Regions from separate parts of the Zea mays genome. Here all the other regions are linked to region 2. Evidence: chromatin contacts called from public Hi-C and HiChIP or PLAC-seq data. All regions are on one chromosome and are shown on one strand. Each heading gives the region's core, a stretch centred on a gene start, on an enhancer-like site or on the middle of the called end of the contact. The rest is flanking DNA. Distances are from core to core; before and after follow the strand shown.

What was found. Hi-C and Micro-C count contacts between places; a contact is called where the count stands out from the background. HiChIP or PLAC-seq counts read pairs in DNA pulled down with a chosen protein or histone mark.
Region 1: a contact with region 2 is called in a Hi-C map of leaf mesophyll, with 2.2 times the contacts expected there. The contact joins the promoter of LOC100274741 here to the promoter of LOC100383202 in region 2. A contact is called at or near these places in 5 of 25 Hi-C or Micro-C datasets (bundle sheath, ear, leaf and 2 more).
Region 3: a contact with region 2 is called in an H3K4me3 HiChIP or PLAC-seq map of leaf, with 2.7 times the contacts expected there. The contact joins the promoter of LOC100280886 here to the promoter of LOC100383202 in region 2. A contact is called at or near these places in 11 of 25 Hi-C or Micro-C datasets (bundle sheath, ear, leaf and 3 more) and 1 of 3 datasets of contacts at active chromatin or transcription factors (leaf).
Region 4: a Hi-C map of leaf shows a contact between it and region 2, with 4 times the contacts expected there. The contact joins the promoter of LOC100272758 here to the promoter of LOC100383202 in region 2. A contact is called at or near these places in 7 of 25 Hi-C or Micro-C datasets (ear, endosperm, leaf and 2 more).
Region 5: a contact with region 2 is called in a Hi-C map of leaf, with 4 times the contacts expected there. The contact joins the promoter of LOC109942891 here to the promoter of LOC100383202 in region 2. A contact is called at or near these places in 10 of 25 Hi-C or Micro-C datasets (bundle sheath, ear, endosperm and 2 more).

The regions. Positions count from the first base shown.
Region 1 is chr10:111,721,873-111,727,376 of Zm-B73-REFERENCE-NAM-5.0, reverse strand. It overlaps LOC100274741, which reads right to left and starts at 2,732. Exons shown (of 2, transcript NM_001149035.1): 1 at 2,256-2,732; 2 at 1,562-2,170. The coding sequence starts at 2,581. The coding sequence ends at 1,669. LOC100192614 reads right to left here. Exons shown (of 6, transcript NM_001137829.2): 5 at 5,368-5,504; 6 at 5,001-5,265. The coding sequence ends at 5,453.
Region 2 is chr10:111,489,919-111,495,510 of Zm-B73-REFERENCE-NAM-5.0, reverse strand. LOC100383202 (splicing factor-related) reads right to left here and starts at 4,168. Exons shown (of 2, transcript NM_001175864.1): 1 at 1,956-4,168; 2 at 1,115-1,295. The coding sequence starts at 4,141. The coding sequence ends at 1,997.
Region 3 is chr10:111,622,987-111,628,090 of Zm-B73-REFERENCE-NAM-5.0, reverse strand. It overlaps LOC100280886 (chaperone protein DnaJ), which reads right to left and starts at 2,733. Exons shown (of 1, transcript NM_001364650.1): 1 at 1,752-2,733. The coding sequence starts at 2,611. The coding sequence ends at 2,246.
Region 4 is chr10:111,353,762-111,358,871 of Zm-B73-REFERENCE-NAM-5.0, reverse strand. It overlaps LOC100272758, which reads left to right and starts at 3,367. Exons shown (of 2, transcript NM_001319979.1): 1 at 3,367-4,121; 2 at 4,769-5,085. The coding sequence starts at 3,669. The coding sequence ends at 4,858.
Region 5 is chr10:111,644,341-111,649,362 of Zm-B73-REFERENCE-NAM-5.0, reverse strand. It overlaps LOC109942891, which reads right to left and starts at 1,547. Exons shown (of 1, transcript XM_020545457.2): 1 at 640-1,547. The coding sequence starts at 1,251. The coding sequence ends at 904.

The sequences.
Region 1 (5,504 bases), core at 1,483-3,982, 230 kb before region 2:
GATTCCACCGCAACCTCTGGTGTGACGCAGGCAGTCGCGTCGAGGTTGGAGGAAGGGTTGTCCCAGTGGCCGGCGAACTCGGCGTTGGCAGACGCGTCCGCTCCACCGAAGAATCTGCCCCAATTGTCGGCGTTGATGGGTTCCTCGTAGCACTGCTCGTCGGAGTCGACTCCATTGTCGTCGAAGAGGTTGCCCCAGTTGTCGGCGACCACGTCGGCTCCGACAACCGTGGACTGGGTCGGAACACGGACGCGCCTGGATGCCTCCCGCGCGGCATTCCTCATGGACCATCGCGCGTCGAACTTGTCAAAGAGCTCGCTAATGGCGTCGAGGACGAGCTTCGTGTCGAGCGACATGTGGATGCAACAGTCGAGGAAAACAGATCGAGGTAGAAAACTCCGAGGATCGAACGAATCTAATACCAATTGTTAACAACCTTCCTAACAGATGAGCTGATACAAGAATTACAGGAGAATTCTAGGAGTAGAGATGAGGAAGAACAGCAGGAAGTATTGAAGAAGAGTGAAGAACTTGGGAAACAAGTTGAGTTCTGATAAAATAATTATCGATGCCCTCTACACATCGGGTGCTAAACACAATATAGCTACACGCACTGCTCCAGCCCACTAGCCCACGACGGCCCAAATACTTTGATGCTTCGCTTCCTCAATCTTAGTAAAGAGCCCTTTACGTTTTAGTGAACTATTCCGATGTCCAATCTAGTGTAAAGACTGTAACATATAGGTCCTTTTATTTACACCTGAGGTCCTAAACTCTTGTAGAATAGTGCCCCAATCCATCAAGCTCGAGAAATTAATTAAATAAATATATAAAATGATTTTTAGTGTATTCTAGAAACTTAGAAAATTTGTATTGTATTCGTTTAAATTCTGAATTTAGTTTAACTTTTTTCTCGAACTTACAAATTTGTCCCGACGCTTTAAATTCTGAATTTAGTTTAACTTTCAAATTTAATGGTTCTCGAATTTATTCTGAATTTAGTTTAACAATGTTCCGACGCCGCATAGAATGTTCTTACTTAATTTGTTTCCATGTTAAGTGTTTGTTTCCATGTTAAGTGTAATTGTTTCCATGTTAAGTGTAATGCTATTTTTATTTATTATTTGCCTATGTGTATGTTTTGTTACGCTATTTTTATTTATTATTTGCCTATATTTTGTTACGAACGAAGATAGCTTAGCAGAAACCTAAGCCCAATTTTAAGGAAACATATGAGCACTTGGATTTACAAGTAAAAGATAAATTATGTGCTTGATCACATTCTTTGGCCTAATAATATTCATGGTTCTATTCTCATCAATGTGACTTTACAATCCATCTTACATACACTTAAATTATTAGGTAGTCTTGTTATTACTCTACATGTGGGATTTATATTCTATAAGGATTTATATTCTATACGAATTATGATGCTGCCTTATTATTATTATTGGCTTTTATTATTATGCATTGTATGATCATTTTGTTAATTGCGGAGCCACTGCGAGACCCGAAAACTGATGTCGATTAGGTCTCCTGCGGTCCTGCCGACTAACGACTATTGGTCAAACCGATGACAATTAAACATAACGCAGGAGAAATTACAGCAGGCCCACCACAGGCTACCGAATTTACACCCCGTGCTGCGACTGCGAGAGCCGATAGCTCTCAGTCCGCCTTCTTGGACGACACCTCCGACTTGGCCGCACCGACGACACCCTCGCGCGCGTGCTTGTCCTCGGCCGTCTTGGCGCACAGCTCGTCGCGCATGCGGAAGTACTTTTCGAAGGCGCGGGGCAGGAACCTCGGGATGAGGAAGACGAAGAGGTTGGCGGAGAAGTAGAGCAGGTTGGCGGCGGCGAGACACCTGCCGAACCACACCCAGGCGGCGTCCTGCGCGGTGGAGGCCCACGCGTCGTAGGCCCAGTCGAGGATGACGAAGACGCGGCGCACGGTGTAGAGCAGCGGCACCAGCGCCCTGACGGGCGGCGAGAAGGCGCCCAGCGACCCCACCACGTTCTCCGTCAGGATCTGGCACGACAGCAGGAACAGGTGCGGCGTCGCCGACCGCACCGCCGCGTCGTCGCCCCGCGCGAACCCGCCCAGCACGTGCGCCAGCGGCAGGAACAGGCCCACCGTCGTGCCCACCACCACGTACACCTGGAACAGCCTGCGGCAGCCAGACTCCAAGTTTTAAGCTAGCTAGCGGAAGGAATGAACGAAGGAAAGCAAGTGGTGAATGGATTGTTGATTACTTGCTGCCGCGGAAGATCTCCGGGGACGACTGGGAGGAGGCGGCGGGCGAGCCAGCGGCGTCATCAGGCTTGGTCGACTTATTGGCGTGCAGCGGCGGGAAGGCGAGGCGGGAGATGGCGAGGAGGTAGATGGTGGTGGCGACGGGGAACACGAGGTCGATGAGCGGGACGAGGCCCGACGCCGAGAACACCATGATGAAGGCCACCAGCTGCAGCTCGATGACGCGGAGCGAGCCCATCACGCCGCCCAGCATCGCCGTCGGCTGCCGCTCCGACCCGTGGTCCGGGTCGGACCTTGGCGCCACCGCCAGCGAGATCCCCGACATGGCGATGATATCGATCGGAAGGGAGGAGCTAGCTAGAGAGCCGATTCGGCTGTCTAGCTACTACGTACGTGCAACGAGACGACGAAGCTAGCTTAGGCACGTACGGCAACAGGCAGGGGAATTGAAGGTCGGGGAGCAGCTGCTGCTGAGTGTGTGTGATTATCTACTCGCTGCCATAGAAGAAGCCGAGATGGTGTTTGGCTTCCTCGGGCTCTGGGGCCGTGGGCAGGCGGCGGACGTGTCGGCGCATGCGCCGGGGCACGTATGGCCGGCGAGGACACGTCGCTCACGCCTGGATGCTTCTGTAGAGCCAAGAGTGTAAAAGAAAACAGGAGTCGAGGATGAGATGGCACTGCGGCTTTTTGGCTGCGCGGCGGCCGGCCGGGACGCTGGATTACATTATTCCGTTAATTAGGTCAGCATCTCTTGTCCAAATAAGCCTGCAGTTGTGTTTGAACTTTGAAGAGATCTCTGATTTTTTACATAATATAATTTGGTCTTCACCCTTCTTTTATATATCAATACTAGATATATTCTCGTGCGTGCCACGATGCTAGGGAGCATATAGAGCAGTGCGTAGGCTATAAATATAATTTTTGTTTATTTCTAAACACTAAGGTACGTGTGGTCTGTTGATTAGCCCTAAATTTCTAGAGCAGAGGAACGTGATAGGGGCAAAAAAATTGGTAGCAGTAGGTGTCTATATTAGATTCTTAGTATAGATATAGAGACATCAGTCTATAAATAATAATATAAATGCACTCTTAGCTTTAACTCTCACCTAATTTCAAATTATCACTTCTCATTTGGATTCTTAGAATGGAGTTTCATTCTAATAATAATAATTTATAATAGCAGTAATTTAGGAAAAAATTAATTAAGTTAATATAGTTATGTGAAATAAATTTGTATATTATTATTAGCAATATATAAGAAAAATATTTATGTGCTATATTTTTAATATAGAAGAGTGAATCAAATATTATTTTATAAGTTACAGTGTAGAAATATATTTTATTAATACATATAATCATTTTTCATGATAACCTTATACTTAAGGTTTACAGAGTTGTGGAATATCAAATTCTAAACTAAATAATATTTTATTAAGTAATTTTAATTTCTCTAAAATGAATAGATCTAAACGGCTCTTGAAAGCTTTTACATAGTTATATTTATTAGCATTTAATATATAAACACATCAAGAAGACAAAGTATGTATTTAAGAGGAGAGGAAAGATGAATTCCGTACTTCCATCACGACGAAATGGCTCTGACAACGCAAGTTTTATCCGACCTGTTTCAATTTTGATCGCGTGCAACTCGTACGCCCACGCAGCGGCGGAAGCTAAGATCCGGGTACGTGTCCGAACTAGCTTTCGCGGAGAAACTAGAAATGTATTTTCAAATTTCAATCATTTTTACCCTCTGTTGACGCCTTTTCGGAGCGTCAAACACTCAACAAGAACCGTGGCGGTGCCCTCTGCACAGGGGCGGACGGTCCACGCGCAGGGGCCGGACGGTCCGCGGCCTGGTGCGAGGCGCGGTGGTGCTCTCTGCGCAAGGGCGGACTGTCCGCGGCCTGGGGCCGGACGGTCCGCGGCCTGGTGCGCGGCTAGGGCTCCTGCCTGACGGCCGGACGGTCCGTGCCCTGGGGCCGGACGGTCCGCGCGTACGCAGGGAACGGCGGAAGATCGCCGACGGCGCCTAGATCTCGCTCCCGGGAGGGACCCCGTCGGGGAGTAGAGATCCTAGGTGGTGTCTAGGCTCGGGCTGGCCGACCTAGACTCCTCTTATCGACGTAGAGCCGAAGAGAGACGAAGAATTTGAGGATTGGATAGCTAAACCTAAACTAGACTAGAACTACTCCAAGGATAAAATGCGAAATAGAAGTTGTATTGATTTGATTGTTGATTACAAATCGGCCGTATACCTCTCTATTTATAGAGGAGGGGGGCTGGACCCTTTACAAACTAATTTCCGAGCTTATCCCCTGATTTTAGCTAACAACCGTAGCACAAAACTCGAAACCCTAATCTGTTCTGCGCACGCGCGGACCGTCCGGCCCACAGGCGCGGACTGTCCGGACCGCGGACCGTCCGGCCTCAGGGCCGGACCGTCCACGTGCTCAATTTGGTGCTCAACACCCTCTAATTATATAATCCAGCTTAAAAAGTTAAGAATCAGACAAACAATATATATTATTAGAGTAGATTATATAATCTAGATATCTAGTTTATGATAATCTGTAAGTCATTAGATGCTTAGTTTAAATTATTGTTCGGTTTTTTACTTACTAATGATTTATGTTAACAAACATCTTTAATAAGAATATATAAACTAGATTATAAAATCTGGATTATATAATCTATATAATATAAGCTGGATTATATAATCCTGCAAGCAAACAAACATGATAAATTAGGAACACTTATACCGCTAGTTTCATATGGTTTATAAAATATTAAAATGCATCTAATATGAGACACTAAAATACAACTTTAGCATATATAGTAGCTATATACGCCCACTGTACTACACAAGCACTACATAACATAACCGATCCCACCAAATTGCCTGTAGCAGGTTATTTGAGAAGCTTCCATCAGGGCATGAATGGCACATAAAAGTCTTCCCATTTTCCTTTTGCAATTCATCGGGGGTCCAGTCCAGTCCAGTCCAGCCTGCATTCTCCATACAGTCAGGGGAACTTTGACATCACAAGCGCCCGACTAGAAATCAGGCAATCTGCACAACGTTTCCATTTGATTTGATTTGGTACTTACAAAATGTGGCGAAAATGTACTGTTGGACTCCTTTTGTTTACATGATGGAATGGACCAGGGAACGTGCAGGACATGCAATTGCACTTCATAAGAAGTATTTCATTCTGTTATCTCTTCTCATGGCACGATATACAGCT
Region 2 (5,592 bases), core at 2,919-5,418:
TCTAGATTCGAGGTCACATTAAACTGAATATAAGCAACCTATGTCTACAATACTATTGGGCCAACAACAGTGAGGCTGCGTCCCACTTAGACACCACAATCATGAAAAAACATCCATCGCAAAACTAACTAGGCTTACATTAAGGGAGAAAGGAAGAAAGCAAGGGAGAAAGGAAACAAATGACAAGGGAAAAAGACTTGTACCCTTAATCATTACATCACATATTTTTTCCCATCTACACAGCACACTGGATAAGAAAGTAACTTCAAAAAATAGACAAAAAGTAGGACAGTTAACACCTAGAAATCTATGAGACAACCCTAGGAAGCTGGTATATCTGCAACATGATGAAGGTTCCTAATGCTGGTTGTGGACTGACTATCGCATTCTTTGACTAGAATAAGCTTATGGTGATATCCTACTTAGAAAAACATAATCGAAGCCAACCTCCAAACCTTCAGACCATCTCACAAATATCATTGTGACAAGTGTCTTGCGCACAGGACTCCAGACTAGATCTGCATGCCAGCATGTCCTACTTGAACCGCAAACAAAAATTCCAATGATGTCAAAAGAGCATTAGCAACATAAAATATATTTGTAAGCTCTTCATCAAAGATTTTTTTTCAGCATTACGTGCATGCTTAGATACTCTAATGCACAAACATCAACTACCAAAAATGAGAAACTAGTTACTGTCTGTCAGTTGAAAATTGTGCAGAAACCAAATGAAAAACATTAGGTCCACACAATAATTAGCACCTCAGTATACCTGATATTCATCAAGTGCTATTGCCTGTGCCAAGCTGTCACAACAACTGCCAAACAACTTAGGTGAAGTCATAAGATAGAAAAGCATGACAGATTCATCAGAAGATACCAAACATGCATTTTAATTTTGGTGTTATACCAACCAGCATGGTGCAGCAAGCTTTTCTGTTCCAGATCAAAAGGACTGCTAGCACTACCAAATCAAGATGAAGAACAAAATATGAATAATAGTGAGGGTTAACACACTGTCACGAAGAACAGAGCATTAAAGTGACATAACAGGATAATCTCAAATAATAACAAGAATAGATATCAAAACAAAAGCATTAGTAAAAGGTTCTTTAAAATAGTTCAAGGACATAAGCAAATATTTCGATGCCAGCTGAGCCAGTAACACTTGATGCCTTCTTAAGCATGCAACCTCTGCAATGGTTTACAACAGCACACAGCAAGGTTAAGATGTGAGTCCCAAACTTCCAACAAGAAATAAATCAGGTTGGTATAAGCTCCAAGAAAGATCAAGCCTGTCAACAAGTCGAGACAACATAGAAAAGGTGAGGTTTAATTAGTAAACCGAGCATTGCACGTAAAAGAGGGGAGCAGGGTAAGCATAAAGCATATGGTCTATTAAAGGACCACACTGCTTGAGGAAGTGCATTAGATATCAGATCCCCAAAAATATCCAGGCATTCTAAAAAATGATAATGTCACATCCTATCAAAAGCAAATGTTGTCTTTGATTTCTTCTGACTTCCTTATCATCCCAAACAAGCAATGAGCATGTTAGTCCTGACCTCAATTTTAAAAAAAGATATTATCATAAATAAGCATCCTCAATGAGATAATATGTGTGTTTGGTTTAATAAAAAAACAATACCTCTAGCAAAAGCATGAAAATCCATAACACCAAAAGATGTTGAAAGGTGAAAATCTGGCATAATATAGACTCCAGAAAACTTTTACAGTGTAGACTCATTAAGTCAAAACGAAACAATGGGTAAGATATTAGTATATGGTATATCAGCACAATGGTCAAATTTAAGTATAGTAGTATATAGTACATAAATAACAAAACACATAGAATAACACAAACATGGGTTTCCATGTCAATAAAATTGCAAATCATGCCCAATTGCATCTTGCGAAATTAATAGAACACGCAGAGAGAGATCATGTTAAGTTACCTTTTGCCCTTCATTGGAAGAATCACCCAACTTCGCTTATATCACTTCATATCTGCCATAAACTTGTCATATTCTGCATCGGCACCATAGGGAGCAGTAGGCTGGTCGGTTGTGGAGGACAAAGGTGGTGGTGGTGGTGGAGGCACTGCACTGTGGGTAGCCCAAGGTGCAGTTGCAATACTCTGAGAGGGATCAACACTAGCCAGTGGTGGTGGAGGTGGTGGCTGAAATGGTGGAGGAGGATAGTATGGGGAATAACTATAAGGTGGTGGAGGGTACATCAATGGTGCATTTGGTGCGCCAGATGATGCATATACTGATGTTGCAACAGGGTGAGTGGGTGTACCAGAACTTGGTGGTGTTACACCGGGGGGGTAGTTCTGAGCTCCATCACTTGATGTAGTGCCTGGTGGAGGGATGGGAGCTGCTGGGGGTGGTGGATACTGCACCCCATATGGAGGTGGGGCAGCATGGCCAGGTGCAGGGGGTGCAGGATTGTAGATGCTAGAGCCTGGTGGTGGCGGAGGATATGAAGCATACGGTGGTGGCTGTCCCCAAGGAACTGGAGCGTAACTCCCTGGAGGAGGTGGTGGTGGTACCCCCATGTAGGATTGGGAGGAATATCCACCTGAAGTAGGATCCGTAGGAGGATACGATGGGGGTGCTGACACTGCTGGTGCCGGCTGTGGTGGCTTTCCAGCAACTCTAACCGCAATAACTCTACCTTCAAGATGGTGACCGTTCATTGCAGCAATCGCTGCATTGGCCTCTGACACGTCTGAATACTTGACAAATCCATATCCTTTGCTCTGTCCGGTGTTTCGATCCTTGATCACCTTAGCCATGACAATATCCCCAAATTGCGAAAACAGACTGACTAATCCATCATCATCCATTGTAGGTGGCAGGTAGCCGATATACAGATTTGTCTCGTCATAGTCTTTCTTGATACCATTGAGCCCAATGACAGCAGCACCACCACCGGCTGACCAAGGCGGGTTACTCCCCGTTCCAGCAGAAGCACCACCGCTACCACCACTTCCTGTAAGAGCCAACATTGGACCACCAGATTTGTTCATGGACTCAGGTGCACTGCCGCCACCAAGCTCAGCCAGGAAGTTCTGGTATTCATCATCCATCTTCTTACCAGAAGTGCCCTTGACTGGACAATCAATAGTCGGGTGCCCACCATCCCCACAGATCTTGCACTGCACATCACTCTTAAACGTGTTCATCTTGTTAGGGCAAGCATACTGCCTGTGACCAGCCTCACCACATGTTCTACAAAACTCGTCGTCCCTAATTGTTCCATTAAGAGCGGCAAGCTCCCGGAGCTGCTGCCGCTTGTGCTCATTGAGCACCTCATCCACCGGGGTGAGCAGCTTCTCCACCATACCAGCAGCCGCATCGAGTGCCTCCTGCGTCTCTGCCTCAACAAGCACGTGGAGATCTTCGTTCTCACTGGGATCCGGCTTGAGGTCCCTCTTCTGCAGAAACTTCCCTTCCTTGACACTACCCTTCCCCCTAATGACAATCTTGGCACCAGTCTCCTTCTCCATACGCTTCTGCGTGTTGCCACGAGGGCCAATGATGAGGCCGATAAAGTTGTAGCCGGGGTATTCCTTCATGGGGATGTAGAGTTTCTTCTGGAGCTTGGGTGGGCGGTAGTCGGAGGGGGGCTTGAAGGCGGGGTTGCGGCGGATGAGCTGCGAGATAATATCCTGCCTCTCGCGGTTGAGGCGCTCCCTGGCGCGGTATTCGCGGGTGTTTATGCGGATGCCGAAGTTGTCGTAGACGGGCTCGGGGGACGGAGAGCGCGCGCCCTCGGGCCGGTCGTCGAGCGGGAGGCCCGACTGCAGCAGGCGCGAGATGTCGAGGAGGCGCGCGTTGAGAGCGTGCACCTCGGGGTCCATCTCGGCCGCGAAGTCCTTCATGAAGTCCGGCAGCGCGATGGCTGGGCGCGGCTCCTCCTCGGCCCACCGCGTTTTGCGCTTCCGGCCCACGGCCCCGCCCTCGCCGCCGGAGTTGTTGGCGGAGTCGTCGTTAGACTGCTCCCAGCGGCTGCGGCGGCGGCGGCGAGACGAGTCACCGGCGCCGTTGTGGTGGGGCTCGGAAGAGCCTGCGCGGGGCGGGTCGGAGGAAGGCTCGCGCGAGGGGGAGCGGGCTAGGGTTTCGGCGGAAGCCATGGCTGAGTCTGCGCTGAGGGAGGGGAGATGGGGAACCGGAAGGCAGTCTGATTTGGAATCGCTCGGTTTTTTTTAGGGGAGAAAAGGTCGATGGAAAGTTCGGGGGCGGTTCACGGAATCGGTTCGGTTATCGCCTTATCGGAGAAGGCCCAATTGTGAGATTTCGAAAATTTTGATGCCAATTTTTCTATTTGACGAGTTTTCGCTGAAACGAAATATGAAAACGCTGCAACGGATTTCAAACGAAAACTTAAACAAATTTCGGAAAGTAATAAAACAAAAAAGTAATATTTAGATCGGTTTTCAGATTTGACCTATAAACGCTCATTCTAATTCTATAAAATCTATATCTATATATCTATATATATTATATTAAAGCACCAGTTTCAACGGTCGTCATGCGTCATTTTTTATAAATAATTTATCACAGCTATTTTAAATTAATCCGCTGCACGTCTATAGATACCAAATGATATCCGACACGGACTAGATGCACGCGGGCCACAACTATGGCACAGACACGTCATGCCGGCCTGCTAACTGTGTCGGGCCAGCTCGTTAGCCCGTCGATTCATTTAATTAAATCAGCGTAACGACGCCCGACACGGGCTAAATGCACATGGGCCACAACTATGGCACAGGCACGTCACGCCAGCCTGCTAACTGTGCCAGGCCAGCCCGTTAGCCCGCTGAAACGAAATATGAAAACGCTGCAACGGATTTCAAACGAAAACTTAAACAAATTTCGGAAAGTAATAAAACAAAAAAGTAATATTTAGATCGGTTTTCAGATTTGACCTATAAACGCTCATTCTAATTCTATAAAATCCATATCTATATATTACATTAAAGCACCAGTTTCAACGGTCGTCATGCGTCATTTTTTTACAAATAATTTATCACAGCTATTTTAAATTAATCCGCTGCACGTCTATAGATACCAAATGATATCCGACACGGACTAGATACACGCGGGCCACAACTATGGCACAGACACGTCATGCCGGCCTGCTAACTGTGTCGGGCCAGCTCGTTAGCCCGTCGATTCATTTAATTAAATCAGCGTAACGACGCCCGACACGGGCTAAATGCACACGGGCCACAACTATGGCACAGGCACGTCACACCAGCCTGCTAACTGTGCCAGGCCAGCCCGTTAGCCCGTCGATCCATTTAATTAAATCAGCGTAAAATGTTAAAAAACAGTGCAGGAGGTGGGGTGTGAACCCATGCCTTGATGGAAGAAGGGCGGGAGACACCAGGTGAAACTGTCTAACCAGTAGATTATCACGCTAAGATGTTTTTAATATTGAATATAAATTGTATTGTTGGGGACTCGTTCTCAAATGCTATGAATTAAGAACAAGGCAACATAAAATGTTAAATGTTAATACCCTTCGTCCAATGAAGCATTATTCCTTTAAGAATTAATGCACCTCGGACGAAGGTTG
Region 3 (5,104 bases), core at 1,484-3,983, 130 kb before region 2:
AAGGCCTAAAAGGCAACCCGGGGACAGCCCACCAAGTCGACCGACCCATCGAACAAATGTTCGTTGAGCAACCTAGCGAGGAGAGGCTGTCGGCCAACCAGATCGCCGAACAACCTAGCAGGGCGGGATCGCCGACCAACCCAGCGGGTCAGGATCGTCGACCAACCCAGCGAGGCGGGGCCACTGAGTAATCCAACAAGACGACAGCTGGGAAGAGCAGACGTAGTACTACCAAACCACGTCGACACGACGGGACATCACCGAGCCATGCCCGGACCATGGAAGCAACATCGAGGGGTATCTGTCGAACACGACGACAGATACGTAACCCTATTGTCCCGTGGGACCGAACGACCTCGACCGTAGAAACCTCAGCATTGAGGTCTCCACAGTGACCCATACACTGGAGGGGACGGGGAAATACACCGTACCAGGCGTGCATCTATGCATGATGAAAGGTGACACTGGGGGGATAACGGAAGATGAAGTTGTACTGAAGACATCCCTAAATCCCTCCTTGAGCTAACTCAACAGAATTTGCCAGGTGTTGCCACGTCTAAATCGGAGTAGCTACAAGAAGGCGGACAAGACGCGGTGCCATACTAGAAGTACGGCGGTGCACGCCTCGGCAGACGACTCTACAAGAGCTACGAGGCCTGGAAGCGTGACCCAACAGACGAGACCACCGGGGCTACGAGGCCCAGAAGCAGGAGGCCAAACTCCAACCAGTAGAATACTAGTCCTCATTGTAACGTCTACCCTCGGGCTATAAAAGGGCAAGACAACCCCATCCAAACATTATCCCATATCTCTATGACTTCACGTAAGCAATCAGCTGTAACACGTTCCAAGCAAATACCACAATCAGCACTGCACTTGACTAGGGCTTCAGCCTGAACCAGTATAACCAACTCGCCTCGGATCCACCCCAGAGCCATATGTAGCTCACCATTCGGAGTGAGTCTGTGCTAACACCACTGTCGAATACAAATCTTATTGTCCCGTGGTTCCAGAAACCACGACACTCGGCAAAGCCTCGATAACACTCGGCAAACGCTTTCTCGAGTGTTACACTCATCAATAAGGGCTCGGTGAATAGTTTATCGGCAATGGCCTATTTGTCAAAGAAATTGAATTAAATGAACTAAATCTAATAGGAATAGCAAACACTTTGATAAATGTGCTAAAATTGTACATGCAGGTCCAAAGACCGTAGGAATATACTACAAAAAAGTTGGGGGAAGAGAAAAAAGCAAATAAACTTTGCCAAGTGTTATCCATGGACATTCGGTATAGTTAACGAGTGTCACATACCGACTGCTGACGGTAATGTGCGGAGAGTCTTAGTATGTCGAGTGTTTGTCACTCGATAAATAGACCTTTTGCCGCTGAGAGTCTTCACTCGGTTAAGATGGTTGTTGTCGAGTGTCATTTTTTCGATACACCGCAAGTTAAAAGACATATCTATAACAGTAACCCACCGCCTCTGATCGTACGTTCTATTCTTTTTCTGATAGTAGGAAAAAATTTGTAGTAGTTACGTACGTCACATCGCCCTTTTAGGACCATCCGGAAGGTAAGGATTCTCGTCATGTCATCACCGCCTATTGTAGTCGGGCGCACAAATGTGAACGGGTTCCATTTTGATTCGTGCGTTCACACGCACATGCCCAGGTACTACAGTGTTCACTGTCCCCTCTGCACTGAACTGAATGAACGATGAACGGGATTATTGGATGTAGTGTAGCGTCAAACGACCTCGCTGCTGCGTGAATTTGGCATCGTTTGGGATGCTTTTGTTAAGCGACATCTTTCACGTACGCTTAGAGAGAGGATGGAAGCTCAGAAATAAATCGCCAGCTCCAAGATCTTAGCGGTCGTCAGAGAATTGTAAGTCTTGGCATGAGCAAGACAGCCAATAATTGGGAGAATTGCGAGACGAGCTGTGCGTTGCGTAACTCATCTTGCTATCCAAAATAAATATAGCGCGTTTCAATAATTTTTGCTAATCAATCCAGCGCGCTAGCTAACAAATACTACTACAATCTCAATCTCTGATCTTTTTTCGTCCAAAAAAGAGAGCAAGAGCTCCGCGCCGTCATTCCCTTGTGCCAGCAGGTCGCCCGCGCGCCGCACAGAGCCGCCTTCATCCATGATCCGGGAGAACCGGCGGGTCCAGGAGAGGCGAAGAGACGAGGCATCGGCGTCGGCGTCGGCGTCGGCGCGACGGACGGTCAGGTGGTCATCACCTGCCAGTCGGTGCGGTGCGCGCGGACGTGGCGATCCGCACGGGCGCGCGCCGGCCGGTGCCGGACCCGCCGCAGCACCGGCACGGCGTCCGGCGCGTGCCGGCGCACGCGCCGCACCCGGAGCGGCTAATCTTCTTCCCGCGGGCGCCGGCGTCGGACCAGCGCGCGCAGAGGCGGCAGTCCTCCTTGCCCGACCCCCCGCACGCCTCGCAGCGCGGGGCGCCTCCGCCCCAGCGCAGCGCGGGGCCCCCGCCGGGCCTCCACAGCGCGGCGCCCGCGGACGGCGGCGAAGACCTGTTGGCCATCGCGACGCCCGCCAGCATCCCGAGCCCCGCCGACGCCACCGCGATCGCCGTCACCATACTGGCGCGGACCGGCCGGGCGGTGCTTTCTTGGCGCCTGTTGGGCTCTTGCGCTCCTGTGCTTTTGCTTGCTATGGCTTTCTCTAGTTCTCTGTCTCTTGCGGTGGAGGACCTGGTCGACTGCGTGTGCGTGAGCCGGCGAGGAGTTTTATAGAGCGGAGCACCAGCGCGAGTCACCCGGCCCGACGACCCGTCAAGACGAGGCTGCTGCCGGTCGCGGCCGGGTGGGTGGCTTTTGGCGATTACCAAGCTGGCTGCTACTGCTAGTGGCCCAGTGGGGGAGGTCACTTGTCGGCGCTGTCGCTGTCGAGTTGCCTGCCCTGCCACCTTGATCGCCTACCCTCTCGCTCTCCTTGTGCTGGCGGTGGCGGTGGCCCCACTGATTCCAGAGGACTGGCCCTCTGCCATTCTCCTCACCGGCTGTCCCTCGACAATACGGTTAGGCCGACAGGCACACAAGATGCTGGCAATAATCTGTGGTATCGAAATACCATTTCTATGCAACTACCACTAACTTAATCCGCAAGGCATCATAATACTACTTGGCGATATAGATTGAAAAAAAAACGTGCCGCATGATATGAAACTGATACGGTTATTATAAAGCACAACATTAAATATGGCACTATCAGACACATACACGATTAGTAATTGTATCATATCATGTCTATAAATATGGTCAAACATACTATAGCGTCTAATCGTCTCATATAAGTATTACTAGGTATATGTCCGTGCGTTGCAACGGGTGACACTTGTGCACGCATAGATCTCGTTTACTGGTGTTATCAATCGACGAGTCACACTTGTGTACGCATGTCATTGTTTAGTAATATTATTAACTGAACTCTTGGCGGCAGGCAAGGGAGGGGGCATCGAGAGGCGGGCTCGGGGCAGGACATCGGGTGTGTGCGAACGCGAATCGCGTCGAGAAGTAGGCTCGGGGGCAGCAGATGGCTGGAGGTCGTGGCATGCGGAGCGCGGTGCGGTTGAAGTGAGAGGCGGGGAAGGGCTGGAGGAGGACATGCGTGGATGGTTGTGCCAAAAGTGTCGAGTCCATTTGTCAGAGATAGGAAAGGCAGAACCAGAGAGGGTCAACCTACCCCTTACCTTCTTCATAGTAGTATAATCAGTTACATGTACGTTGTTACGGACATACATAAACCTTGTTTAAATAAGATAGTTATTTAAACGTGTTCCAACAGAATTTGCGAGTAAAGTTTGTTTGGTGTTTATACCTTTCCCTTGTGATCTTCTAGACTGCCTTCTTCATCGAGATAAGTAGAGATTGACATATCCTATTTTAACATGAACCATTCCTATATTTCAGTTACCAACTGTTTTTCTCTATGTGCGTGAAACGTTGTGGGTTCCACAATATTGTATAAAGCTTGGATATATTGGGCACCAACTATATATGAAGCTAGTTTATCCATGTCAACTTCTGTACAACTTTACATCCACAAGTTACATTTGCCTGAAAGAACCATGGAGTAAAAAAAGGAAGAGAGGCTTTGATTTCCTCTAAAGCATGCAACAACCAACATCTTATCTTCTAGCTATATGTCAACTGTATCAAAATTGTGGAACCCTGTAACAAAATAACATAAACATAAGTAATCTTCTCACGTCAAAACAGATAAAGATCAAGACACAAATTAGTCTTGTGAGCTCACTTGCAGTGAAGTCAAAAGTCGCAATATAAGTTAGAAAAAAATCACTCCCTAGATCACCCAATTGTCCAAACCCTAAACCCTAAAACCCACAGGTTGTTATGAACTCTGCTTGTTGAGGTTTACCAATAGGACGCCGATGCTATCAGTTGTAGAGGGCACACAGATGTGTGTTGATCTGCGTTGACTGAAAATGATCAGTCCCGGTCAGATGTTGTAATATGTTGTAAGATTGTGTTTCCCATCATAGTTTAGACTGCGGAGAATGATGCTATACCAACCTGCATCAGGAACCATTACTATTAGACAATATTAAAAAAATCTAATTTATTTAAGTATAAGACACCGTTTTAAGGTGAACTGATATGAGTTGGATCAATGAACTGTATCAATAAACATATGGTTCATGCCGCTTGGATGATAAAAGTGGAGGCTTACAAGGATGGTGTTGCCCGTCCTGAATGGGTCCTCTAAGATAGCCTGTAGGTTGCTAGTAAAACAAAAAATAAGAATGCATCCAAGCTTGGCGTGCCATGACACTCACTGTCCTCATCGGGGCCTGGGTGGAGCTGGAGTCGTCCTAGTTCCACTTTGGCAGCTTGCTGGGATCGGTCACCTGGCTAGACAGGGTCTAGCCCAGCACCAACCAGATCAGTATGATTTTACAAAACAGAATAGAAAAAATATAATTGCAGTGGTAGCGGTGAGCATGCAGCATCATTGCATATTTGTACATACATGAAACCACATGTTCATGGGAGAGGGAATTTGAAATATGTGCAACATCGACGATGCACATACCTGCTTTGGATAAATACCT
Region 4 (5,110 bases), core at 2,118-4,617, 140 kb after region 2:
TGTTGGTGAGCCTCTCTTTCCCCTTCCTGGGTTGAGTGAGTTCCTACTATGTGGTGCTTAATTGAGTGAGCAACCCAATTGTTGGGGGCCTTCTTCTTCCGAAGGTCCTTAAAAACTTAACTAACCTATTTTTAGTATAACAGACGGTTTCAGGAAGCTTCGGCTGTAAGATGAATGCATGCATAATATGAAGGTGCAGTCTGAACAAAGGACAAGCTAGCTCCGAAACTGTGGCTGAAGGAGCTTCGGCTCAGCACGATTGACGATGGTGAAAGGATAAACCGACTTAAAGGGGAAAAGACTGTTTAATCCTCGATAGCTTGCCTTAGGGTTAACAGTAAATGTCAAGGACTTGAATGTAATTTCATCCAGGCTGCGTCCTGTGCCTATAAATAGATGAACAGTAACACCATACTGTTCACGCTGACTTATAATCATTCACGCATCACTCCTGGTTTTTCACCTTCTGTCAAGCCAAAGGTACAAATATAATTTAAATATCGTTGATGTTTATTCATGATTAAATAATAAGGATATGAATAGTCTAATTAGTTGAAATGATTATTCATGTTCCCTTCACGTTTCATATATCTCTGTTTATATCTTTGCTTATTGAAATGATGAAGGTACGTCATTCATGACCTTCGTCCGAAGATCATTATATCATAAGGAAGATAATGTTACGAAAGACGAAGATCTTTAACCATTAACACTTGTGTTGTCTTGTTCTTGATTCATAGCATTTGAAAACAAGTGACCAACACCAATCAATTGATCATTGATCATTGAGTCAAAGATATATCATTTTCTTATATATAGGTAACTAAGTAACCACTTGTTTAAGTCAATTTTACATTAAATTGTAATTATTGGGTTCAAATAAAGTTTATATGTGCTATTATCTATACATTTGCATGGTTTAAAAAATTGTAGCTGCATAAATATTTTTTAGTGTGACCCTACCCTTATCAAGATCCTGGCTCCACCACTGATCGCAATTGTATCGGCAGATGCAGTCCACATATCGGCCGTGCTTATCCGAGTATGTCACGATTATGGACCTCCTAATGGCAAGTTTTGGATAAGCATCTCTCACCAACTCTTTGCCAAAGAAAAGGGAAGGTGTCGAAGAAGCAGCTGTCAAGTGCAAGCTGATATGAGAGTAGTACACAATTGCATATAGTATAGCTCATAGCCTCTTGACACATGACACCGGGTCCACGTCCAGGTTTACCTTTTCGAGCTAGTTTGAGAGCCATAAGAAGGGATTGAAGGACTAAAATCCACTTTATAGCTAGTTTGAGAGTCATAAAATTGAAGGAGATTGCAGGGCCTAGAATCCTTTTCTTTAGAAGCCACAAAACCGGAGGGGATTTGAGGGGCTAGAATTTGAATAAGAAGTGGATTCTAGCCCCTCCAATCTCCTCCAGTTCTGTGACTCCCAAACTAAGCTTCAAATTGAATAAGAAGTGAATTTTAGCACCTCCAATCATCTTCGATATTTTAGCTCCAAACTAGTCCTTCGTGTGCAAGGTGGTTGAGTTAATTACTCCGGCAGTGAACGAAGCAGCATTTGTAATTAAGCCTACATCCACTGTGATGATGGGATCATCGAGAGATGAGGCCATGCATGCACAGTTCATTTGTCAAATGATCGACTTAGGGTATGTATAGTGGTGATTAATATAGAGGCTCTTGAGATGTTTAAAGAGATTAATTGCGAAAATTCGTGGAGCCATCTCTCCGTAAAGAGACGCATTTGCCTCGTAACCCAAATAGCAACAGACGTCTCACCTCCCACTGTACTAATTCGTTGTCTGGTCTATCGATCCGATGTTGTACACACACATTTACTTCTGTATTTATTAATAGACTATATTTATATACACTCCATTGTATAATGAAGTCTCTTACCGTGTGATTGGATGCATGGGCGTGCGTAGCCAAGCTCGCATGAGCATGTTTCACTGAGTACGACTAATTTCTACGTATCTGTGGATCTAGACAAATTCTAAATTGCATCGGTGCGTGCGTGCCAGTAAGACTAGATGCAGCGAACCAAACACAGGTCGAGTCGTGGTCAATACATGTGGAGAGTCTGACTCTTCATATGCGGGCAACCAAACACACGATTAGTTATATCTTGTATTTGGAGAACCGTTTTGCTGTCTCTCTGCTATACATGCCTTAGAGCTGGTGTTAGGTACTATAGAGTTCCATGTTAATTTGATGCACATGTCGACACTCGGCAACAACTACTCGATGTCAGATGTCAGATTTGTGGTCGTGCGCTGCTGCTTCTTTTGGTGACTTGAAAGCAACACGAGCAGTTTTTATCAATTTTTTATCAACTCATTATAGAGGTCCCTACATCATTTTTATTAACTGCGGTTAAATGTACATTTTTTATATTGTTACATTGTTACTCAAAGTTGACTGTTATTACATGTTTCCAATCCAAAGTCTAAAGGAATCGGCCATATAGTTTGTTTGAGTTTGTAGTATATGAGGAGCATCTCTTTTTATGGTCTTTTTGCAACCCCAAGATGTGGGGATGTGTTACAGGTTTTTATCATATATTTGTACCATGCAATATAATGAAGCATAACCCCTTTTATTTGTTAGATTGAACTTCTTTGCCGGATGTAGTGTGATTTCAATTGACACTACACGACAGTTGATCTTTAGCGACCCTTATTAGATACCAACTGTTGGTTGCTAAAGGTTAGGGGGCGACGATCAGTCGCTAAATCCTTTTGTAGCAACGGTCGGTAGGTCGCTAAAAGTCTAAAAATTTAACAACTTATGGTTGGTCGCTATAGATGTCTTTGGGGACTAGCGGTGGGTCGCTATAGAGCAAGGATCACTATCAAATCTTATAGCCTGAACGTGCCTGTAGATGTTAGTGACTAAAAATTAATTAAAACAATTAAACATTGATCGCTAAATTGTAGTAAAGAAAAAAGAATTGTAGAAAAGAAAAAAAGAATTATGGAAAAGAAAACGAATTGTAAAAAAGGATTTTTAAGGTTTTGAACCTTGAATCTGTTTGACTCAATTTTTAAGGTTAATCATTTTGTATATAATTATTTGCAAAAATCTCACTTTTATTGTTTTATTGTGACACACGGTTGATTTAAATGGAATCTATTCGAAAATTATGTATTTTATTTATAAACTATTATTTTTGGGATTTATTATAATTTTTAGAGAGTATATATATTTTTTGTTACAGTAAAAAGGAAATTCGAAAAAAGAAAAAAAACACAAACCCTATCCTAATCGGCCCACTAGGGGCCCAACACCTAACCCTAGCGCGCGCCCTGGCTCCTCCCTGTGGCCGCCGCCTCCTACTTCCTCTCCCTCAGCCGCCACCCACTCTCTCCTCTTCCCTCTCTCTGCACCGACTTCTGCGGCAGCGGCGGCGACGCCATGGGCCCGGTGGGCTTGGCCGCCGTCCTGTGCTACGGGGACACCGTGACGCAGCTCCACATCGTGGGCGCCGCGGGCGCGGGCGCACCGCCTCTGCCCAGGAACTTCTCCATCGGGGTCGTGGTCACAACGCTGTCCAGGCTCCCCGACCTCAAGGTGCTCACGCTGTCCGGGCTCGAGCTCTGGGCCCGCTGCCGGGCAAGCTCGGTCGCCTCGCGTCGCTGGAGATCGTCAACATGAGCGGCAACTATCTCTTCGGCGAGGTCCTGCGGGGCGTGTCGCGCCTCGCCGGTCTCCAGACACTGGTCCTCGATGACAACATGCTGGGCGGTGAGGTGCCGACCTGGATCGGCGCCCAGCCGTCGCTGGCCGTCCTGAGCCTGCGGAACAACACGTTCCAGGGCGTCGTGCCGGAGTCCCTGGGAAGCGCCCCCTCGCTGCGGTCGCTCGTTCTCGCGTCCAACAACCTGTCCGGGAACCTGCCGGACATGAGCCAGCAGGCCAACCTCCAGGTGCTCGACGTCGGCGGCAACTCGCTCGAGCCGGCGTTCCCCAAGCTCGGGAGGAAGGTGGTCACCGTGGTCCTGGCTAGGAACCGGTTCGTCGCCTTCCTCCAGAACCCGCAGCTCGTGCAGGAGTTCAGGCCCGACAAACAGTACAACATCCACATGCTCCAGGAGCGATATCAGGTCCGGGTTCCCCCCTACTCCCTCTGCTCAAGTCCCGTTTTTGAGACATGTATACTTTGGTTGGCTAGGCATGCGGGTTTGTGGATTTCCGTGTTTATTAGATGTTGTTATGAAATTATGAGGTTGTGCGGTCATTAAAAAGTCTCAAATTGATTTGCTCATACATCGGAGCAATCTTAGGGGCTAGGTGTTTAGTTAGCATATGATTTGGTCCTAGTTGTACACTATGTTGCGAGGAATCTTGAATTGGCTGAATGGTGACTTTAGCTCCCATATTATGGTAAGTAGATTGTGAGATGTGTTTTATTGGCACTATCTATAATTTAGTATGTTATAGGCATTTTAGCACATGTGTCCTAGAATATAGACATATGTAGTTCTTCCTATTATCTTAGTTGATTCCCTTGTATCTTATAGTCCAAAAAGTGATTTCGCCATTGTGGCTAGTTCAGGTTTATGTTCTTTCAACTCTAGCAAGGGACAATTCACAGTGAGAGTTTTCTCTGCTGGATCACTGTAGGGAAAGGACAATGCATATTAAATAGGATCAAAATTCAGATGAAACATTGAAGGTGTGCATTTTTATTGCTATAGCTTGTTTTGTGATAAATGCTAATGAATTGATTAATCCTTGTTTACCAATGTAGATCGGTCCTGACCAGATTGAAGCTCTGTATCAGTGTGCCAAATTTCAGTTTGAGTGTGGTAACTACTCAGGAGCAGCTAGAGTGATGTAGTTGTGGGCTTTTGAACAATAGCTGGAGTAATATGAAACATTAGTGATGTAGTTGTGGGCTTTTGAACTGCTTCAAGCTGGAGTGATGTCGTTGTGGTGCTTTTGTGACTGATCATCTCTGGAGCTTTTGTGAATGATCTAGCTAGCTATCTATAAATGATCTAGTTGTGAATGATATTATAATTGTGATGCTTTTGTGAATATATAATTGTGGTGCTTTTGTGTTTATGTGATGGATCTATGACTGTGGTAT
Region 5 (5,022 bases), core at 298-2,797, 160 kb before region 2:
TATACTGTAGTAACACATCACAAAAAGTTTGGGAAAAAAGGAAAAAAAACAAATATACCTTGCCGAGTGTCAAGGACACTTGGCAAAATAAAGGTTTGTCGAGTGTTTGCCAGGTGACACTCTGCAAAGAAGATATTTTTCTGAGTGTCAACATCTTACGATCGGCAAAGTTAACAGCCGTCTACTATAGATGGGTGCTGACAACCCTTAGCCGAGCGTCGCGTTACGCCGAGAGCTTGACACTCGGCAAAGACTTCTTTACCGAGTGTGTTTCTATGCCGAATGTTTTGTCCTCGGCAAACTAGGTCTGTGTCGGGAGTCTTAGTTCGTCGAGAGTGGCACTCGACAAAGCTTGCTTTGTCCGATAAATTGCACTCATCGGTAAAGCGCCGAGGACAGAGTCGGATTCCGGTAACGTATATTACATGTCGTGGATTATAACTCTTGAATAAATATTTTTTTTAACATTAATCACTTATTATGTAGTTATGAATTGCTTTAGTTTATGTTATGATTTTTTTTATTATTGCGTTAGCAACGCCTTAATTTTTGTTGCCACGGCTAGGAGTGAGTGAGACAGCAACCTATCCTGCGACGTGACACACGCCTGCTGTTCATGGCGTGCGAGAAACGCGGAGAGGGCTCGAAAGTCGAGTGAGGTTTAACAAAAGGGATGTAGTGTAGTGTACATACTAATCACCCGTGGCCATGAATCCATGATGCTACAGCCTACTACACAGTACCAGTACAAGAGAACGTATCTTGTGCGCAAGGAGCGTTGGTGCTTCCATGAGCAAAATTAATCCAGACCACACCCTCCACATACAACGGTGCTGTGTCAGGGGGTTTTGTAAGATATTTCTGATTACAGCATCCAGCTTCTTCACAGACACACCCACCCCGTCATCTGTCTTTCGTAACGGCCACCAGAGCCCTCTGCGCGCGCACGGCTACCCGGACGGCGGCGCGTCTGCGGGTGCCGGAGCCACGGCAGCTCCGGCACGCCGCGCGACCGGATCCAGCGCACGTCCTGCACCCGACGTCGCCGTCCGACCACCGGGCGCAGGGGCACGCAACCTTCCCTGTGCCACCGCACGCCGCGCAGTACGACCCCCGCGCGCCGCCGCCGGCGCCGGCCAGCGGCGGCGGCGGCCTCCACGCCGAGCACCACCCGCCGTCGGCCGCTGCTTGGCCGACGAGCGCGCCGAGCCCCGCGGATGCCGCGAGCACGATGGGCCCGAGCCCGACCATCTCCCAAGAATCTGACGGCGTACAAAGTAGCTGCTGCTACTCTGCTTGGTGCTCCGATCCGAAGATCTTTAGTCGGAGCTCGATCGACGTTCAGCTTCGAGCTAGGATGCGTATGGCTGTATGTATGCGTATGGTAAGGTGTTGTGCTTGCATGTATTTATAGATAACACCACCTAGTGCACTGCAGAGTGCCAGGGAAGTTGCGCGCCACGACAAAAAGCCTCGCTGCGAGAAGCAAGGGTTGCCCAGCAGTGCTGTGCAAGTAGGGCAACTGGAACCGGGAAAATGGGGCAAGGTGTGCGAGAAATACACCAACACCACAAAACGGAAAAGGCGCAAGTGGCCTTCCAAACTGTAAACGACAAGGCCATTTTTTATTTTTTGTCTGCTTCTCTGATCGGCGTGCACCGCATCGCGCCGCCGCGCGTAGTACACGACAAAGTTTCTTCGTTCTTTGCTAAACGAGAGAGAGAAAAAAAATCTGTCCATCTTTAAAATTTAGACCCAATATATGGTTCCATCTAGGGAAAAAGCGACGAACTACGAGGAACCTGTGGAAAGGATGATTTCACACAACACAATACAACCTGGCCGCGATACAACCAGAATGCTACTTCACTTTAGTTGGTTTAGCTTTTTTTTTTGACTCAATAGTTTGGTACCTGAGTTGTTGTTGGGCCGTCGGCCCTGTTGTTTGCGCTTCAACCGGTTCTGCTTCTGCTTTGGGGATAGGGATACATCCGAATTATATGACGAATTTAATATTTGTTGTTAAGAATATAATGAAAGACAAGAATAAAATTATGTATAGTTTTTATACTATTTTCTCCGAAAAAGTGAAAAACGTTAGAATTCAGATTTATACCAATTATTTAAAAACATATAGAATAAATTTGAGTTTTACTTTTTCTGAATCTTAATAAGTTCGGTGCTAAAAACAAGAATATAAATTTGCGTAGCAAACTCTATATTATATTTGTCCGTGATCGAGAAAAAAGACCAAACATGTAACATCCGAATAAGTATCCGGATCTATCCCTATTCGGGGATATATATAGTGACCCTTTTGACCCTGATTGAACTCGCATGTTTTTTTCTAAAAATAATTATCTGTACTTACCATTCTTTGTTTTTACTTGCAACACCGTATAAGTGGCTTGTAAATATTAGCCTATCACAGTCATGTACAAAGGCCTGTTTGATTGAAAATTAGGAAAGCAAATTACTGTAAGGTAACAGATTCTGATCATCATATATCGAACGACTGATGTCTGGCCCAGATAGCGTTTTAAGGCCACTAGCAAAACAGGCCGAGATAAGGCTACTTCATGAATCATGATTGCAGCGCACATTCAATGGCGGCCAGACGGCCAGTTGCAACTAGACCTCAGCATGGCTTTCTAAGGTTGTCTTCAGCTATTATCTCTAAATTCAGTCATCTATATCCAACTTTTACGCCACGTCGTTAAGATTCTACTCCTTATATTTTTCATCTCCTGCAACGGTTCTCACTAAATTCTCTCCATATACACCAGTATGGTCATAAAATATTATTTTCTATCTCTACTTTTTACCTATTATTATTTTTTCATCTACTACCAATTACTTGTGGACACAAAATATGAGATGAAACATTGCGAGGGGGACACACCACAACCAGGATAGATAGAGAGCATACCAGCCGAGTAGGGCATGTAGGGGATGCCGTTGCTGGCTCCCGCAGCCTCCTTCCACTGCTGCAGGTAGGGAGGGGGCGAGGTAGCGACAACATTTGAGGACAGTTTAACCCGACTAGAGATGATAATAGGTACCCGCGATCCGATACCCGATGAGTATTTACTCCATTAGTGTATATATCTGGACTAAATATTTTACCCGTGGATATGTTATTGGGCAAAAATCTTCACACAATGGGTAAACGGGTATTAGAACGTCCCACCTTCACTCATTCCCGTTAACCCGTGGGTATAAAATACCCAATATAAACTTAGCCCAAGCATGAACTTGGACTTTAGTCATCCATCTTTTTTACTATTTAACAACCTTTTAGACTATAATGTCGTAGAAGGCTTAACGACAATTTAATGACCATGTAATGGAACATGTAATGTGCTATGTAGTTACTATTTTATACAATTATCTTTGGTGTGTTGAATGGATGGTTAAATGATGCTAGAAAATTTTGTAATGGTATTTATATGGATATACTTGACATCTGTATAGTATAATATTTTGATAGATGTTTAATTTTTGTGGGTACGGGTGATCCGATGGGTGACCCATACCCACATGGGTATGGGTATGGGTATGAGGTAAATCCATACCCACCAGTGTATATGGGTGACCCAGCTAGGTTATTTTTGTGTCGTGGGTATGGGTATAGGGTAGTAATACCCTGTGAGTATTTACCTATTGCCATCTTTAAACCCGACCAACCGACTTGACCTGCTCAAAAAATCTAATCAGACCTGCTGACTAATATAACGTGTGGATCATAGTTTTTGACCCCCAAATAATCCACGGCCGAGCATGAGTCATGATTTTTTTTCCAAAATTCGACCCAACTTGAAAAACTTGATCCAAGCAAAAAAATGACTCGGCCCATAAAAAATTGACCCGACGCGTCTAATAGAGAGGTATGGACCAACCCGACCCAACCTATACTAGTCACGAGCTAGGTACGGACCATGCTAAACGACACATGACCCGACCATGACCTAATCCAACGTATGAACAATTTTAGATAAAACTAAAATGATATAGTTCAGAAAGAAAACATATCTCGTGACACAATAGTACCGATTAGAATTTTACTATACATTACTTACTCCGTTATTTTCTATTTATCATGTTTTAGTTTAAAATAAACTATTGGACGAGAAATATTTTAGAATGGAGATAGTACTAAATTCATAATCAGGACTAAATACTTCAGTCTTTTAGATCGGTCGTATGATCCGTCGTAATGAGTAGTATCGGTTGATGCTTCAACCAATATTAAATGAGATTACCTTACCGTTGAGAAACCACACACTAGGCACTTTTCGTTTTGGTTCTAGTCACCAATCGATAGTAAAGATAGTTAAAAGGCTCCATAAGAGCCATAGTCTAGATACCTTTTTAGTAATAGTTCTGTTCACGAGCCAGTACTAAAGAGGCACTTTTGTACAGTTTATATCCACCAACCAGTACTGAGGAGGGTTATTGCCTACATATATTTACATTGTTTATTATAAGGTTGGGCACTGAAAATGGCAGTGTGGACGATTCGGTCCTGAGGTCGGACGGTCCACGTCGTGGCGGTACGAACTATCTGCGTGTGCGCAGAATTAGTTGCGGCTCCTCGTTTCTTACGGGATTTGTTAGCAAAACCTGCGGGATTGACTTGGGAACCAACTTGTAACGAGTCTAGACCTCCCCTTTATAGATGAAGAGGGGTATATCCGATTGAAGCCCTCACAATCGATCCAATCAAATCTACTTATCAAATTTACCTTATTTGCATTGTTCTTTCCATTCCTTAGGAGTAGAAGTAATCTAGCCCTAGTATTATTCTCCCCAACCTATTTCTTCACCTCCCTTCGGCCCGACGTCATCTAGAGGCATCTTGGGTGGTCTGCTAACCCTAAGACAAACCCTGGAACTCTCATCCCCGACGGGTCCCTACTAGGAGGCGAGATCTAGGTTCTTCACGAAGAAGACCCTCTGCGCACGCGCGGACCGTCCGAGCCACAGGTGCGAACCGTACAACAAGCGTACAAGGAGAAGCCA